Linked DNA regions of Mus musculus: region 1 is linked to region 2. A link is a contact called in public Hi-C data. All regions are on one chromosome and are shown on one strand. The core of a region is the stretch at or near the end of the contact, and the rest is flanking DNA. Distances in the headings are between cores, read along the strand shown.

Evidence for each region. Hi-C and Micro-C count contacts between places; a contact is called where the count stands out from the background.
Region 1: a Hi-C map of liver shows a contact between it and region 2, with 2.5 times the contacts expected there. The contact joins two enhancer-like sites. A contact is called at or near these places in 1 of 484 Hi-C or Micro-C datasets (liver) and 1 of 9 other capture datasets (adipose tissue).

What each region holds. Positions count from the first base shown.
Region 1 is chr2:59,129,876-59,134,515 of GRCm38.p6, forward strand. All of the region lies in intron 1 of Ccdc148 (coiled-coil domain containing 148), which reads right to left. Among named protein-coding and RNA genes, the nearest start is that of Ccdc148, 28 kb to the right of the region's middle. Within about 2 kb of position 1,371, at least 9 of the 459 cell types and tissues checked have an H3K27ac peak or open chromatin away from gene starts, as enhancers often do. A contact at or near this core is called in liver, where this site is marked.
Region 2 is chr2:58,741,635-58,746,372 of GRCm38.p6, forward strand. It overlaps a transcript of Upp2 not described here. Among named protein-coding and RNA genes, the nearest start is that of Upp2, 11 kb to the right of the region's middle. Within about 2 kb of position 2,092, at least 14 of the 459 cell types and tissues checked have an H3K27ac peak or open chromatin away from gene starts, as enhancers often do. A contact at or near this core is called in liver, where this site is marked.

The DNA.
Region 1 (4,640 bases), core at 121-2,620, 390 kb after region 2:
CTGCATCTACGTACCCAGTTTCCACAGCATCATTTCTCGGAGGCTGTCCTTACCCAGTGTGTGTCCTGGACACCTTTGCAGAAGACCAGTCAGCTGTAGGTACGTGGAGTCACGTCTGGGCTCGGGGTACTCCTCCTCTGTGAGGCTGGCTCTCTGCCAATGTCACCTTTTTAAATTGCCAAGTTGGTAGTACCACGCTTCTGGCTTGTTTGTTGGGTTGTCTCAAGATTGCTTTGCCTTTTTAGTATTAGAACAAATTCTAGGCTTTTTTTTTTCCTGGTTTTGTGGAGTTTTTTTGTTTGTTTGTTTGTTTGGTATTTTGACGGAGCTGCCTTCAATCTGTAAATCGCCTTGGATAATATTGCTACTTTAATGGTATTTATTCTGACATTATTTCATTTTTGAGGATATTTCCTCTAATGCCTTAGAACAAATGTTTTATATTTTCACTATGGAACCTAAGTATTCCTAGGTGATATTTTTTTTCATTTTGTAATTATTGTAAATAAAATTATTTTGTGATTTTTTTCTGGATAATTTATTACTGAATGACAGAAATGAATGCTGCTGATTGTCCTATATGTTTCTTTCCTGTCACTTTGCTATGTTCACTATCATTCCAGGACATCTTTGGAGGAGCTTTTGGATTCTCTCTACATACAATTATGTGATCTGCAAACCGACCACCTGAATGTCTCCTTCACAAGTTGAAACAACTTGATGCCAGCTTTCTTTTGCCTGACTGTTCCAGTGTGGGCTTTAGGAGCTTTGTTGACTGAGAGGGGTGGAATGGGCATCTTTTCTTTATTCCCTATCTTAAAAACATTTTTTTAGGTGAAAAATATCATGTTTATTGATTTTATATGCTGAGCTGTGCTTGCATTCCTGGCTTGACTCCACTTGAATATGATATAATGGTCTTTCTAATGTGCTGCTGTATTCAATTTGCTAGTATTTTCTTAAAGAATTTATTATGTTTCTGTATTTGAGTATTTTGCCCACTTGTATGCATGTGTACCACACACATGCTTGGTACCTACAGGGTCACCATTAGCCATCTCTCTGGCTGCATTTGCTAGCATGTTTGCCTCTAGTTCATCAGTGGTATCGGCTTGTTGTTTTCTTTTTTCTCTTTTCTTTCTCCCATGTTTCGTTCTGCATTTAGTGTCTGGCTAATACTGGTTTTTTAGAGTGAATTCGAAAACCTTCTCTCCTGTAAATCTGTCTAAACTGTTTTAGAATCTCTGGCATAACTTTGAGGTGAAGCCATCTTTGGCGTTTGTTTAGGAATTTCACAGGTCTACACAATGTATTGTGACTAGGCTTTTATGAAGCGAGGACTCGTCGATGCTGGTTCTGGCTCCTTGTTCACAATTGATCCCAGTCTCTGTGTCCAAAGTTCAGTCTTGCTAAAGGTTAATGTGTCACCAGTTTATTTACTTTATGTCCTCAAATTCTGATGTGTAGTTAGTTGTTCACGCTAATCTTTTATAATCTTTTGAATTTCTTTAGCGTCAGTTATACCGACTCCATTATTGGGTCTCATTTTAATTAAGTCACTTATTTTTATTGTTATTTTAGCTAAGGGTTTGTCAATTGTAGATCCTCACAAGAGCAAACTCTTCATTTCATTGCTCATTTCTACTTTTAAAAGCCTTTCTCTGTGCTCTAATCTGAATCTCCCCTTCTATCACTCTGGGTTTGATTTCTATACTTCTTCTAGTTACTTGAGGAAGATGAAGTTCATACATTTGATATTCTGCTCTAGTGGTGTAGATGTTGGTTACTGTATGCACCTCTCCTACTGTTGTTTTTCACTTGACCCAAAGGTTGGGTATGCTTCCATTTTTCTTTTTAATACCTTTGAGACAGTTTCTCTGTGTAGCCCTGGCTGTTGCAGAACTCATTCTGTAGCCTGGACTGGCCTTGAACTCAGAGATCTGCCTTTCTCTGCCCCCTGAGTGCTGGGATTAAAGGCGTAAACCATCACTACCCATCCATTTTCATCAATTTTTAGAAGATTTAGAACTTTTCTTCAGAACCTCCACATTTTTCTACTATTTTCTCAGAGCATAGTCTTCCATTTTCATCAAGTTGTATCATTTAGAATGTTTTCTTAGGGATTTATACTTTTATTGCAATAGAGTAAGAAATGGTAATTGATTTGATTGCCATGCACACTCCAGTGAAGTCTACTTGACAGGCTGAGAAGCCTGGGAGCACTCACGAGGCAAAGAGTTTCATGGAAACTCACCTCCTGGAGTTTTGGCGTTCTCATTAACCCGTATACTCATACCTTATTCCCTTGTTAGTCTGGTATATGGATCCTGGTGTATGGATCCACGTGCTCTCTTTTAGTATTATCTTATTACAAATGCCTTTTAAGATTGAATTCTGACATAGCTGAGCCTTCACCAGTGTTCCAACATCCTAGAAAGTCCTTGAGCTGACCATGGGCTTGGAATTCAATGTTGCCTATTCAGTGACATTCAGAATTGCCTCTGGTATTACACTATCACTTAGAATAAAAGCCAAGTCACTCCCATAAACAGGAATTTACAATGGTTTAGGAAGTAGATCAGATCGGGCTGTGGTTTTAGAGTATTGCATTATTCATGAGATGGTTAGCTAGAACGGAACTCCCTAATTAGAACCATGACTTGGGTGTGAAAGCCCTTGCCCTAGGAGTGTAAAGACCTCACACCTGGCTTCTAAGACTATAGCTGACCTTAAATAGGGCTGACTTTGTCTCAGCTGTTTTATTGCCCAGTTCCTGCCTATCTTTGTGTTTACATTCCTCTGTTTTGTGTAAGTCATTAAGCATCCGGTAACCTCATTTGTACCTTGCCGATGTGTCACCTAACTTCCCTATTTTCTTCTGTATAAAAAGTTTGATGCTCAATTTGCCAAATTACATTCAGATTCTACACAACCTCTTATGATGCATCTGTCTGTCATTCATTCCCACCGACTCTTTGCCCACCTGCACCCAAAGACCCATTCTACGCAGACAAGAGACCCAGAGGGTCTGCGGCATTTGATCTTTATTGTTTTAGTATTTATAGAGAATTGCAGTCTCAGAGTTTCACATTTGTAGAATAGAAGGGTTGGTAAAGCCTGAATATTGGTGATACTTTTCAGCACTGAGCACAGGACTGGGAGCACGGGCAATGACAAATGACAGAAAGCCTGGCCAATACCATTCTCTCAAGATATAGCAGGAGTATGCTCATAACAGGGGAAAGCGATTACAACTACCTTTACAAACTCTATCCCTAGTTAGACACCATTTGTTATTTTATCTTTTTGTGAAATTGCATATGTATATGGTTTAAAGCTGAAATATTTTGAAAGTAGTCTTTTGCCACCTAAAAGAAAAATTATAAACAGAAACCATAAGGTGAATATTTTACTCATTTTTTTTTCAAAATAAACAGTAATTTTCTCTCACAGTGAGAGCATAAAAAACTGTCATTCAGAATATATGAAGTGATTATACACATTAGGTCATTAATAAAGTAGTCAAATATTTTCATTTAAATCTATTATGCTCCTGATTCTGCATTTAAAGGTAATCATTGCATATTTTACTCACTCATGCATTCAGAAATATTACTAGTATATTAATAGTGCCTAGTGCAAAGGACACAAGCCTGAGTTTTACTGGAGAACAAAGTAGCATTAACAATTGTGCACAGCTGTACACCAGGATTCCCTTTAAAGGGAAAGAGCCTTCTTGAAGATGTGAGACAAGTTGGCATCTATAACTTGGAAATGGTGTGCCTGGTCTGAGTATAAAGACCCTATTCCAAACTAACAAACCTGCGTGTTCCGAGATTTGTGTGCAACAGAAACAGGCATCTGAGACTGAACTGATGGGACATGGGCAGGGCTGAAGGAAGGGTAGGGACACTGTGGTGATAGGAGCAGAATGAGGTAGTCAAGGCCAAAACTCATGGAGTCTTTCACGCCTTAGGATAGAGGCTATCCTAAGACCAGAAGGCCCCATCATGCAGACTTATGGAAGAAACTGGCCTGCGCAGATCTTTGCTTCGGGAAGAATATATCTGGGTGTTATTCGGAGGGACAGATGAGAGACTGCATTTTGTAGACAGTGGTGAGAACTGGAGAAAGTCAAAGGTTTTAAAGGGGGAAAACTACAGAACTCACTCTCCCTAAAGAGTGTGGGCAGAGGTTACTGAGACATAAGAAGACAGTATCCTAGATCTCCCCATACTTTCTTAGCAGTTCAACTAGATAGCTAATGTGTAGGGAGCAAGCAGAGTCCTGAGTGAATGTGTTTGGCTGACAGGGGTACAGCCATATTGAGGACCAATGCACTGGCCACTTGGGAGGGACAAAGTCTTCCCCAGGTAAGGCTCAGAGGGGTGGCAAAACCTTCCTTGGATCCAAGGTGCAGATATGTGAACAGTATGTGCAGAAAACAGCCACCATAGATTTCTGTCCTCAAATGTTGACAGCCTAAAGACTGTTGTCATCTTAGAGATGCTGCACCTAATACTAGGATTAGCTGAACCTGTCTTCTTGTTCACCTGTATGTAATAATCCCTCTGCCCAGTTCAACTGTATATAGTAAATGCACTGAAATACCTCGGCTTCTCCACCAGAGATCCTAGACC
Region 2 (4,738 bases), core at 842-3,341:
TTTATACCATTTCAAAACAATATCTTAAAGACATTTGATTTAAAGTATTTTCAAGTAAAACTTATAAGAAAAAAAATTCTACAGTGCTGTGCCTGCATCCTGTTGTGAAGTTTCTTCATAGGGCTGTCACTCTACACATGGGTACAGATGGGGCTCAAGAGTTATCAGGAAAGTTACAGATAGTTGCATCCCATAAATTAAATCCTACACTATAGCAGAGATGTGTGAGATGTTTGTTTTGGAATAAGATGCTCATCCACGCTAAAGCCTCCTCACATCAATTCTTTAGTGGCCAACAAGGATAGCACCAGTGTTCAGTGCATGCCGAGAGTCCAGGACGAGAGTTGAGGCTATGTTCAAGAAAACCTTGTATCCCGAATCACATTTTATACTGAATGGGTTTCTTTTCCCCAGCACATCGTCAGTTTAAAAGTTGCCTAACTATTCTTTTGCAGTGTTGTTTTTGCTTATGAAGCATAACGCACATAGCAGCAGGGCGCACCAAGTCACTTGGGTATGCATTTTAGCAAACACAGGTGTGCAGAGCAGAGGCTCATGGGAGTTTACTTAAGGGACTGAAAAAACATCAGGTGACACCATCCGCTATGAAGATCAATCAATTCTATGAACTGATGTTACCCTAACCCAGAGTCCAGACTTGAGTCAAGTCTTCACTTTCTATTTCTGTGGGCTGCAGGATGGACACACTCACTTTTTCCTGGAAGGACATGGTGGTGGATTATGAAAGCCCCTTATTAAGCTAAGTACTATTCTTGGATATTGTGTAGCTAGAGTGGCTTAAACATTCCAACAACGAGTCTTGAAATATAAAGAAAACTCGTGGGCAAGTATTGGTCAAAAAATCGTTTGCAGGGAGTCCCTAGAGTCAATTGTCATGGGTGCCCATAGAATGGCAGTTGATAGCACTGCATTGTGTTAAAATTCTCAGGTGCTAGCAGTGCAAAACAGGTGTTGCATGGGAGAGGTCCCCAGCCTTTGGCAAAAGCAAATGCAAAGTCAGTGTCCAGGACCATGTCACAAGCCAATGTGTCCTAGATCCCCATGAAGGAAGCAGAGACTCATACAAAAATTACAGCTAAAACCAGGAAGCAATCCCCAGTCCAAGGAGGGGGGGAGACACAAGAGAAAAGTGAGAACAAGCAAGAATAAGGTAATTAAATGGTCTGAGACAAGTTAGGGGTTATCTAAGTTTAAAGTTATAGACAGAGGGACTTCAGGTAAGATGGAGCACTAGAAACAATATCACAGTGAGGCTGGTAACAGGCAAGGAATTAAAGGGAACAAGAATATTTTACACTCCATCCACTACTTCGCTAGCCCATGAATGGATCTGGTCAACACCCCAGACCGTGAGACCATCAGACCCACTGACTTTTTCCACCATCGGACTGGACCTGCTGCTGTGATTCTAAATACAACCATTAGCTGCCTCCACTATAGTGCGGTTCTCCTCTGACCCGACCAGTCATTCTAGGCTAAAAGACTCTAGCTAGGACATCTACGAAATCATGGCAGTAGAGGTTTCGTAGAAGGGGTTTCTAGTGCTACCAGGGTCACCGTCAGTACAAGGCAAAGCTTTGGGAGCTAAGCCAACTTGATCTACATAGTAATCTCCAACTGGAGATACATAACCAGACCCTTTTTCAAAACCAACCTAAACCAGAGTCAAACTCAGTGTTAGAGCTTTGATGTGCAGTCGTCTCATGATTTTCATGGATCCAAGGTTTTGTCACTCTCCCATGGCTCTATCAGGAGGCAGCAGGAACTACATGTGGGCTGGAAAGGGAAGTACTCTTCAAGAATGTATGGGGACATCAGCCCCCTCCTCTCTCTTTCCTTCCTCGCTGCCACAAGGTGAATGGTTTTGTCTGATTCCCACCATGTGTGCCTCTTACATATACAGAGAAACACAGCCATGTGACTATGGATGAAAACCTCCACAGTGTGAGCCAAAATAAATATTTTCCCTTAAGCCATTTCTCATGGGTATTTTGACACTGTGGTGGAGTGCTGACTAATTCAAAGTGCAAGGGCAGGAACACCTGGCACTGTCTTATTTTTTCCCCATTTTCTTGATGAAATTGGTGACATAATCAGAAAGGGCAGGGCAGGACAGCTGTTTATGAGGCGAGGGTTCTGTAGGACACTGTGAAATTAAGCAGAATAAGGCATGGCTAATCACCAAGAGCGCAGCTGAGAGTTGGCCCAGCTAGGTCAATCACAGCTAGGAAATGAGTGGACAGTCCAGGTAATCTCCTCAGCTTGTAGCAAAGTGGCAAATAGAATACACTAGATAAGACACTAACAGGACAGGCTGAAGCAACCTAGTAGATATCTACTGCAAACACCAGAAGACTCCTGGAAAGACGGCAAGCTACAGTGCCTCTGTGTGAGCTGAAGAAAGGGGGAGTCAGAATGAGAAGATAGAGGCTTCATCCCACAGACAAAAATTGAGGGGAGTCTTTGAAGATCCACAAAGGAAGCCAGGCAACACTGGGTAACAGCAAAAACAAAGTCATGGGGCACAGAGCAACAAGCCAAGTGCATCCTCAGCCTCCCAGCCCTTCCCTAGGGGAAGGGAGCTCGGAAGCTAATTTCAGTAGGTAAGGCAGATGAAAGCCAGCAGTCCTGCCCTCTGGATAAGCCCACAGACCTCTTTGGCCTCAAATCCAGTTGTGGGCTTTGGTGTTAGAGCAAAGCTTCTGGCAGACAGATTAGGCACAGAGAGAAATCCGTTTTCACACAGCGGGTGACCTGGAGAAGCCTTGCTGGGCTCCATAGTAAGAGAGAATCTGTGGTAAAAATTGAGCAACTCCAGAGACGGGGTGATCCATAAGCCGGAGAGCCTTATCCTGCTGTATCCCACAAGTGAGGGAAGGCTTGGAGGGACAATGTAGAGAGCCAGGAGCTTTGGATAGTGATAAGCTCAAGGGTGACCGGAGGCTGGATCAGTCTGGGCAGTGCATGGTGAGAGCTACATCCATCTTGTCTGAGAATAGCTCTCCGAAGTTGAGAATAAAGCTGGAGTTTGATAACTCTTGAGGCCAGGAGGGAGATCAATTTTTTTTTGTCTATCTGCTTTTCTCTTAAGCCCAAAGACTCTGATGTGCTAGAGATTGGTATCACCTCAGGCAGGTACTAATACCCACAAGGTCTGGACAGTATGAAGGCAGGTCCTCTGGCTGTGCAGGTCTTAGTGATACTCATCCCCAACACACTGGGAGACACCCCATCAGCTAACCATTGGCCATTCCATCCAGAATGACATGGACAGTAACAGGAGGGTGGGAGAGTCTATCCAGACGCAGATGGCAAAGCTAACTGTGGTCAGATGAGGCTCCTGATAATACAAAGGGAGAAACCACCAGCTGGGAGGGCAACCATGGCAGGCACACGCAGATTCCTCCACAACTCAAACCAAGGGAATGACAAGGCTCCCCAGGTTTAGCTGAACCCCCGACTCCATGAGCATCTCTGGGAGCCTCCAACTTCTAAGGACACAAAGGAACTGCTCCGATACTTCATTTTCTCTTCTTCATTAGATTTTTTTTGTGATTTTACTGTTCTCATTCATATGTTCATCTAATGTGCTTACACACTTCCTTACATGTTTCAGGCAATGTGGTTTTTTCCTTTGCTTCTCTCTCTCTCTCTCTCTCTCTCTCTCTCTCTCTCTCTCTCTCTCTCCCTCTCTCTCTCTCTCTGTCCTGTGTTTTGTTTTTACCTCTTATACGTTATTAGTATTATTATCTTATCTTACCGGCTTTAAAAAAAATCCACATTTTAAAATTTTACTCCTGACATTTAAAAATTCTGGTTTAGAATTTTTTCAGTATTGTAAAAATCTTCCCTTTCTCCTTATTTCGTCCCTTTTGTTCTTCCTCTTCAAATAGTATTATCTACTTCTGTTCTTTTCTTTTTATCAATTTAGCCTTGTTTCTCCTTTTAAAAATTTCCTCCTGTCTTGTCTCATTTCTGTATCTCATACTTTCACTGTTTCCAAACATACCCTAAATAAACCTCTCTGTATAGGTAGGTAGGTAGATAAATAGATAGATAGATAGATAGATAGATAGATAGATAGATAGATAGATAGATAGATAGATAGACAGACAGAGAGACAGACAGATAGGTAGTCATAACCAAGGCTGTCCTTGAACCTGACTTCTTATGCTTCCACATCTCAAGTGTTAGGATTAAAACCTGTGCGGTTACAACTAGCATCAGTTATTTTTTAATGCATCACATGCAGATGAAAGATGGATTTTTTGTTATTATGTCACAGGAAATTACTCTGTAGTCTAGTCTTTGCCATCCTGGTATTCACTGAGGCGATTAGGGTGACCTCAAACTCATAGATTCACTTGCCTCTGCCTCCTGAGTACTAGGACTAAATGTGTGTGCCATCACACCCAGCCCAAAGGTAGTATTTTAAAATATCAGCCTGTGTATTGTTAATTGGATAAATTCTTAAAACACATTGGCAGAAAATGCTTAAAAGTACAGAACAAAATACACGCCCAACAAAAGATTAGTGCCCAACATATACCAAGAATTATAAATGCGTAGGACAAAGATGAAAAGTTAAAAGACAAACAGACTATGAGTGGGTAAATCACAGAGGAAGGAACACAACTACATATTAGACATTCATAAAATATTTAACCCAGGGCTGGAGAGATGACTTGGCTGTTAAGAGCATTGACTGCTCTTCCAG